Regions from separate parts of the Columba livia genome. Here region 2 is linked to region 1. Evidence: chromatin contacts called from public Hi-C data. All regions are on one chromosome and are shown on one strand. Each heading gives the region's core, a stretch centred on a gene start, on an enhancer-like site or on the middle of the called end of the contact. The rest is flanking DNA. Distances are from core to core; before and after follow the strand shown. Region 1 overlaps ST6GALNAC2 (ST6 N-acetylgalactosaminide alpha-2,6-sialyltransferase 2). Region 2 overlaps ST6GALNAC1 (ST6 N-acetylgalactosaminide alpha-2,6-sialyltransferase 1).

Region 1 (2,698 bases), core at 97-2,596:
GTGTCACCATCCCTGGAAGGGTTGAACAGACATGGAGATGAGATTCTCAGGGACATAGGTTAGTGCCAGTGTTGGGTTAACAGTTGGACTCAATTATCTTGAGGGTCTTTTCCAACCCAAATGGTTCTTTGATTCCCATTCCCTGCAGCACAGCTCACATCCCCTCTGGCAGGGAGACTCCCACAGCCGTGGTGCTGTGCCAGCCATGACCCCTCTGTCCTGGCGTGTCCCCCACAGGTTCCTGCGCTCAGAGCTGCTGAACACACAGTACAGGTCACTCTACATGCCCAGCACTGGCGCCCTCATGCTCCTCACTGCGCTCCACACCTGCGACCAGGTAAGAAGACACAGGGCCCCCTCCCCGTGGGGGACAAGGGGATCCCCCTTTGACTGCTGGGAGCTTGTGACTACCTGCTGTAAGGCTCCTGGTGGGGACCAGTGCGTCCTGGTGGCCGTCCCACATCTGCCACCACCTGTCCGCAGCGGGGTAGTGGTGCATGGAGCACCTTAGGCTGAGCCTTAACCCCATCCTTTGTCTTTCTGTCCCACCTCCCTCCCCACAGGTCAGTGCCTACGGGTTCATCACCACCAACTACAAGCAGTTCTCAGACCATTACTATGAGGCAGAGAAGAAACCGCTGGTGTTCTACGCCAACCATGACATGATGCTGGAGGCAGCGCTGTGGAGAAGCCTGCACCAAGCAGGGATCATCACCCTCTACCAGCGGTGAGGCTGGGTGGTGGCCCACGGGACAAGTCCAAGGACTCCCGTGGCTTTTGTCTTTCCTGAAGGCCACCTCCTCCCTCCCAAGGGCTCTCCCCAGCTCTCTGGCCAGCCCAAGGTGCAGACCAGTCGCACTGTAGCTAGTGGTGGTGGTGAGTGGCGAGCTGAAGCTGATGCAGGGAAATGCTGCATTTCCTTGAGGAGCTCTGGCAACTTGTTTCACAGTTCAACGTGATTGAATGTCGCCTTTGGGGTACACTGTGGCTGTGACCTCCTAGTCCCACGGACATGGCTGGGAAGTGCAGGGTGATGCTGCAAGGGATGCTGGAGATGGTGTGGCTGGAGGATGTCCTTCACCTCACTGTCGCACTCCAGCTCAGATGCTCGTCACTGTGGTGGGACCACGACAGGCAGGATGGATCCTTGGACTGGCGGGAATGGAGACAAGATCATCCAGCTAATGGGAGGTGGTGTGGTTGGAGAACACCTCCCTCCCGGATTGCAGAAATCTTTTACTCCAGCCAGCTCTGTGGTGACACGTGCCACTCTCCAGAAGGATCTTTTTGCCTCTGTGATCAGTGGGAATGACAGTAGCTCGGCTGTGCTTTCCTGTGACAGACGCACAGCACACCCTGTTGTTGTTCCCTTCTCTAGGTCATGGTTCTTTCAAACAGGGGTCTTAAAAGCCATCAGCCAAGAGCAGGGTGACAGCAGGGGACACCAGGAGCGCGGCTGGCCGTGGAGCAGCCCGGAGCTGGTCTCAGGCCAAGTGTGGGTAGTTGTGGGTTTGTCAGGTTTTTCTTGCTCAGGGAACCACATGGTGTGCTGTAAGTGCTCTGAGAACAGTCCCACGCCAGGCAGGTTAGGGAACCTACAAGTTCGTTGGGCGAGTCTAAGTGATGGTCGCTATTTTTTTTTCTTCCCCCCTAAAAATAACCTGAAGGAGGTGCTGAAGGTCTGGAACCCTTCAGTCATCCCACACTGAGGAAGACCCGTGGGGAGGCTGCTCCAGCAGCCAGAGGGTTGGTTGGGCACGGCAGTGTAATCGGAGACACTTTCCCACTTTGTGTAATTACATACATGTTGAATGATTGTTTTCTTCTATGCCTGTGTGTTTTGGCAAACAGGGTGGGGATAAGAACCCCCTTACCTCCTGCAGCAGAAGAGCTGCCTCACGTACCAGTGATCCTTGAACTGGGGACCAGCCCCAGTTGGGGGTTAAATGGGGGAGATCCTGGTGTCCAGCGCTGTCCCACAGCCTTTTTCCTCTGGAGATGGGAGCCAGGGAGCCTCCAAACCCCCTTGAGCTCCCTGCAGGCTTCTCTCAGGCAGCTCCAATGAGTATTACTGAAGATCTGTCTATAAACCCATTTCTGATGTAATCTCTAGCTTGGAGCCCATCTTGTGTCCCCAGGTCTCAAACTAACCTTTTACTGTATCAGAGCGACCTGACAATGGACCCAAGGCAGCCTGTTTGGCCTGTTTTTTTATTCACCAGTGCTCAGCAGAACCTCTTTCATAGAACAAGGCTGATCCTCGCCATGACCTGATGAAAAATCACCAAGTCTCAGCACAGCCCACGCAGGTGACCTTGAACATGGCAATTGGCAGCACTCTGATGCATAGGGCACATAAAACAGGTTTTCCAAAGGAGCGCGTTCCCAGCACAGCATCCTGCCAGGAATCCCATCCAGCTTATGGGCAGAGCTGTTTGCACACATCAGGAACTGCCGCACACGCCCTCCTTTCTCATTGCAAAAAGGGAGGTTTTCTGGCCAAGGGTGTAGCCAAGCCCAGGAATTAAACACGCTCCAGTCTAAGGGCTTTGCCAGACAATGAACCTGATGGCTGCATCTTGCTGCTTCTCCTTGAGCTTCTCAGCAGACCACAAAAACCATTTCTGTCACCAGTCCTAGCTGAGCCGTAAGTCGTTTTGTCGCACTGTTACTGTGAATTGCTTTTCTTCAACACTGG
Region 2 (2,698 bases), core at 146-2,645, 35 kb before region 1:
CTCTTTGTCCTCTTGATTGTTTTGTACATTTAATCTTAAGATGTTAATTATTTCAGTTAACTGTGTACTTGTGATTAGAAGATCAAAGGGTAAATATGAACTCAAACATTGATGGAGCTGAAAGGTGGGGTGGAGCAGAGGTGGTGCCCTGGACGGAGGTCAGTGGAGTATGACGCAGTGGCGGACGTTACTTATGGAGAGGGAGGGAACCCTCGGGTGTTGAAAGGTAGACAACCCCCAACCACCATCTGCTTGGAGTCACAGGGTTGGTTTAGATGTCACTGAAGCTTGGAGCTGCATGAGATGAGCTTTTAAGATGTCTCTTCCAGCCTTTGCTGCTGTGGCTCTGCAGTGTAACTAATTCTAGATGAATGGATGGTGTCAGTGAGTGCAAAACGCCACTACAGAGGAGAGCGGTGAGGACAGGCTAGAGGAGATGAACACAAGGGCTGGACACCACCTGAATTTGACGTCATCCTGCTAACAACACAGCTTAGACTGTTCCTGTTGTGGGCCTGAGTGGGGGTGGGCTAGATGACCTTTATTAAAGGTCCTTTCCAACCCAAACTGTTCTGTGATTCTCATTTGATAACTAAAAATGGGCACACAAGGCTGGAGATGCAAGCGGCAGAGCTAGGAGCAGACACAGTGTATGTCCTGCCTGACATTTCCATACCACACTTTCTGCTAGAGTGACACCCATCATTAGGAGTAGAGAGATAAATAATGTCATTGCACAGTGTTATTAGAAACAGACTGGCTGATCCTCTCAGGCCCAGCTGAGACTTGCAACAAGAGTTTCTTTCTTGGAGATCTAAGGCCTGTGAGACAAACCCCAATTGAACAGATGCTGAGCAGCTCCCGGGGAACAAGGAGAGAACAGCATGCTTTTCCTTAGTGTGAGGAAATCACATTTCCATCACAACAGCACAATGTGCTGCTCTGCTACTCAGCAATTACTTGCCTGGGGTTTTCCCAGTATGAGGTTGATAGGTGTTGGGCAACTGGGCTGAAAAGAATCACCTTCTCTCCAGGGTTGGCAAAAGCCTCTGTCAGATTAACAGGAGGAGGGTGGATATAAGTAGCACAGGGCCCCCTTGGTATCTAAAAAAAGCAGAAGATTGGTTAAATAGAAGACAATAGACAAAAGAGAGAGAAGGGAAGGGCAGCATGTGATTTCCAGCAGTAAATCCATCTCGCCTCTCACAGAACCCTGTGACTGTGCTACTCCTGCAGCTAAAACTGTGACTGCCTTTCTCCAATGCATCTGTCAGTCCAGAGCAGAGAGGACAGCACTGTGAGGCCACATTTTTCCAAGCGTAAATCAGGGACATGATGATTTATACCACTCAAGAAGCGGGCTTAAATCTTGCATTCCTGTAGCACTTTTCACCCCAAAGGATGCCAAATGGCACATTTGTCCTACCACATGTCAAGAGGGATGATTTCTGGTGTTAAATCAGTGGGAAGAGTATGGGAAAGACCTTCAGCAAGAAATATATCACTTCTAGCTCTAAAATTAGTAGACAGTTACAGATGTGATTCTGTAATTTGTACCTGTGCAAGGTCTGATTTTAGCAGCCAGATGTCAAGTGCTGAGATGATATGTCTGCATTTGTTGCCAGGGCTGTGAGGAGGGATTTGGTCTTTGTGATTCTTGTATTTCTCAGGAGCAGCGGAGGATCCTGCAATGCTCCTGGTCCCGGCAGCTGTCAGGGACAGGAGCTGGAGAGGCTGCTGTTCTGATTTGGGGGCAGCTAGCCATGAGTTCAATAAATTACCTCCTCACCTGTCTGCAGTACCGCCCTGTTCCTTAGGGGAACAGCTCTCTGAAAGATTCCTAGTCAAGGAATAGAGTATTTTCTTCCTTTCCATCAAACAGATTTTAAAGGGGAAAAAAACCAAACCCTACAACCCAAATCAGCCCTGAAGTGGTGTCAGTTTTGTGTCTCTGTCAGGTGATATGCAAGGCTTCCTGCTGGGATGGCACAGACAAAAGACTGTGGAGGGAGGCATCTGGATAAAGTAGCCCTGGTTCTTTCCAGCCTGTGTAACAGAATCACACAGAATCACAGAATCGACTGGGTTGGAAAAGACCTCAGAGATCATCGAGTCCAACCCTTGGTCCAACTCTAGTCCGTTTACTAGATCATGGCACTAAGTGCCATGTCCAATCTCAGTTTAAAAACCTCTAGGGACGGCGAGTCCACTACCTCCCTGGGCAGCCATTCCAATGCCTGACCACTCTCTCTGTAAAGAATTTCTTTCTAATATCCAGCCTAAATTTCCCCTGGCAGAGTTGAAGCCCATGCCCCCTTGTCCTATTGCTGACTGCCTGGGAGAAGAGACCAATCCCCACCTGGCTAGAACTGCCCTTCAGGTAGTTCTAGAGAGTGCTGAGCTCACCTCTGAGCCTCCTCTTCTCCAGACTAAACAAGCCCAGCTCCCTCAGCCTCTCCTCATAGGTCTTATGTTCAAGTCCCTTCCCCAGTCTTGTTGCTCTTCTCTGGACCCGCTCCAGCACTTCAATCTCTTTCCTGAACTGAGGGGCCCAGAACTGAACACAATACTGCAGGTGTGGCCTCCCCAATGCAGAGCACAGGGGAAGGATCACTGCCCTTGTCCTGCTGACCACGCTGTTTTTGATACAGGACAGGATATCACTGGCCTTCTTGGCCACCTGGGCACACTGTTGGCT

The links. Hi-C and Micro-C count contacts between places; a contact is called where the count stands out from the background.
Region 2: a contact with region 1 is called in a Hi-C map of crop, with 2.6 times the contacts expected there. The contact joins two enhancer-like sites. A contact is called at or near these places in 2 of 2 Hi-C or Micro-C datasets (crop and liver).

What each region holds. Positions count from the first base shown.
Region 1 is chr18:6,258,754-6,261,451 of bColLiv1.pat.W.v2, reverse strand. It overlaps ST6GALNAC2 (ST6 N-acetylgalactosaminide alpha-2,6-sialyltransferase 2), which reads left to right. Exons shown (of 11, transcript XM_065034664.1): 10 at 238-337; 11 at 564-1,816. The coding sequence ends at 731. Among named protein-coding and RNA genes, the nearest start is that of ST6GALNAC2, 8.9 kb to the left of the region's middle. Within about 2 kb of position 1,346, at least 1 of the 3 cell types and tissues checked has an H3K27ac peak away from gene starts, as active enhancers do.
Region 2 is chr18:6,293,893-6,296,590 of bColLiv1.pat.W.v2, reverse strand. All of the region lies in intron 1 of ST6GALNAC1 (ST6 N-acetylgalactosaminide alpha-2,6-sialyltransferase 1), which reads left to right. Among named protein-coding and RNA genes, the nearest start is that of ST6GALNAC1, 8.5 kb to the left of the region's middle. Within about 2 kb of position 1,395, at least 1 of the 3 cell types and tissues checked has an H3K27ac peak away from gene starts, as active enhancers do.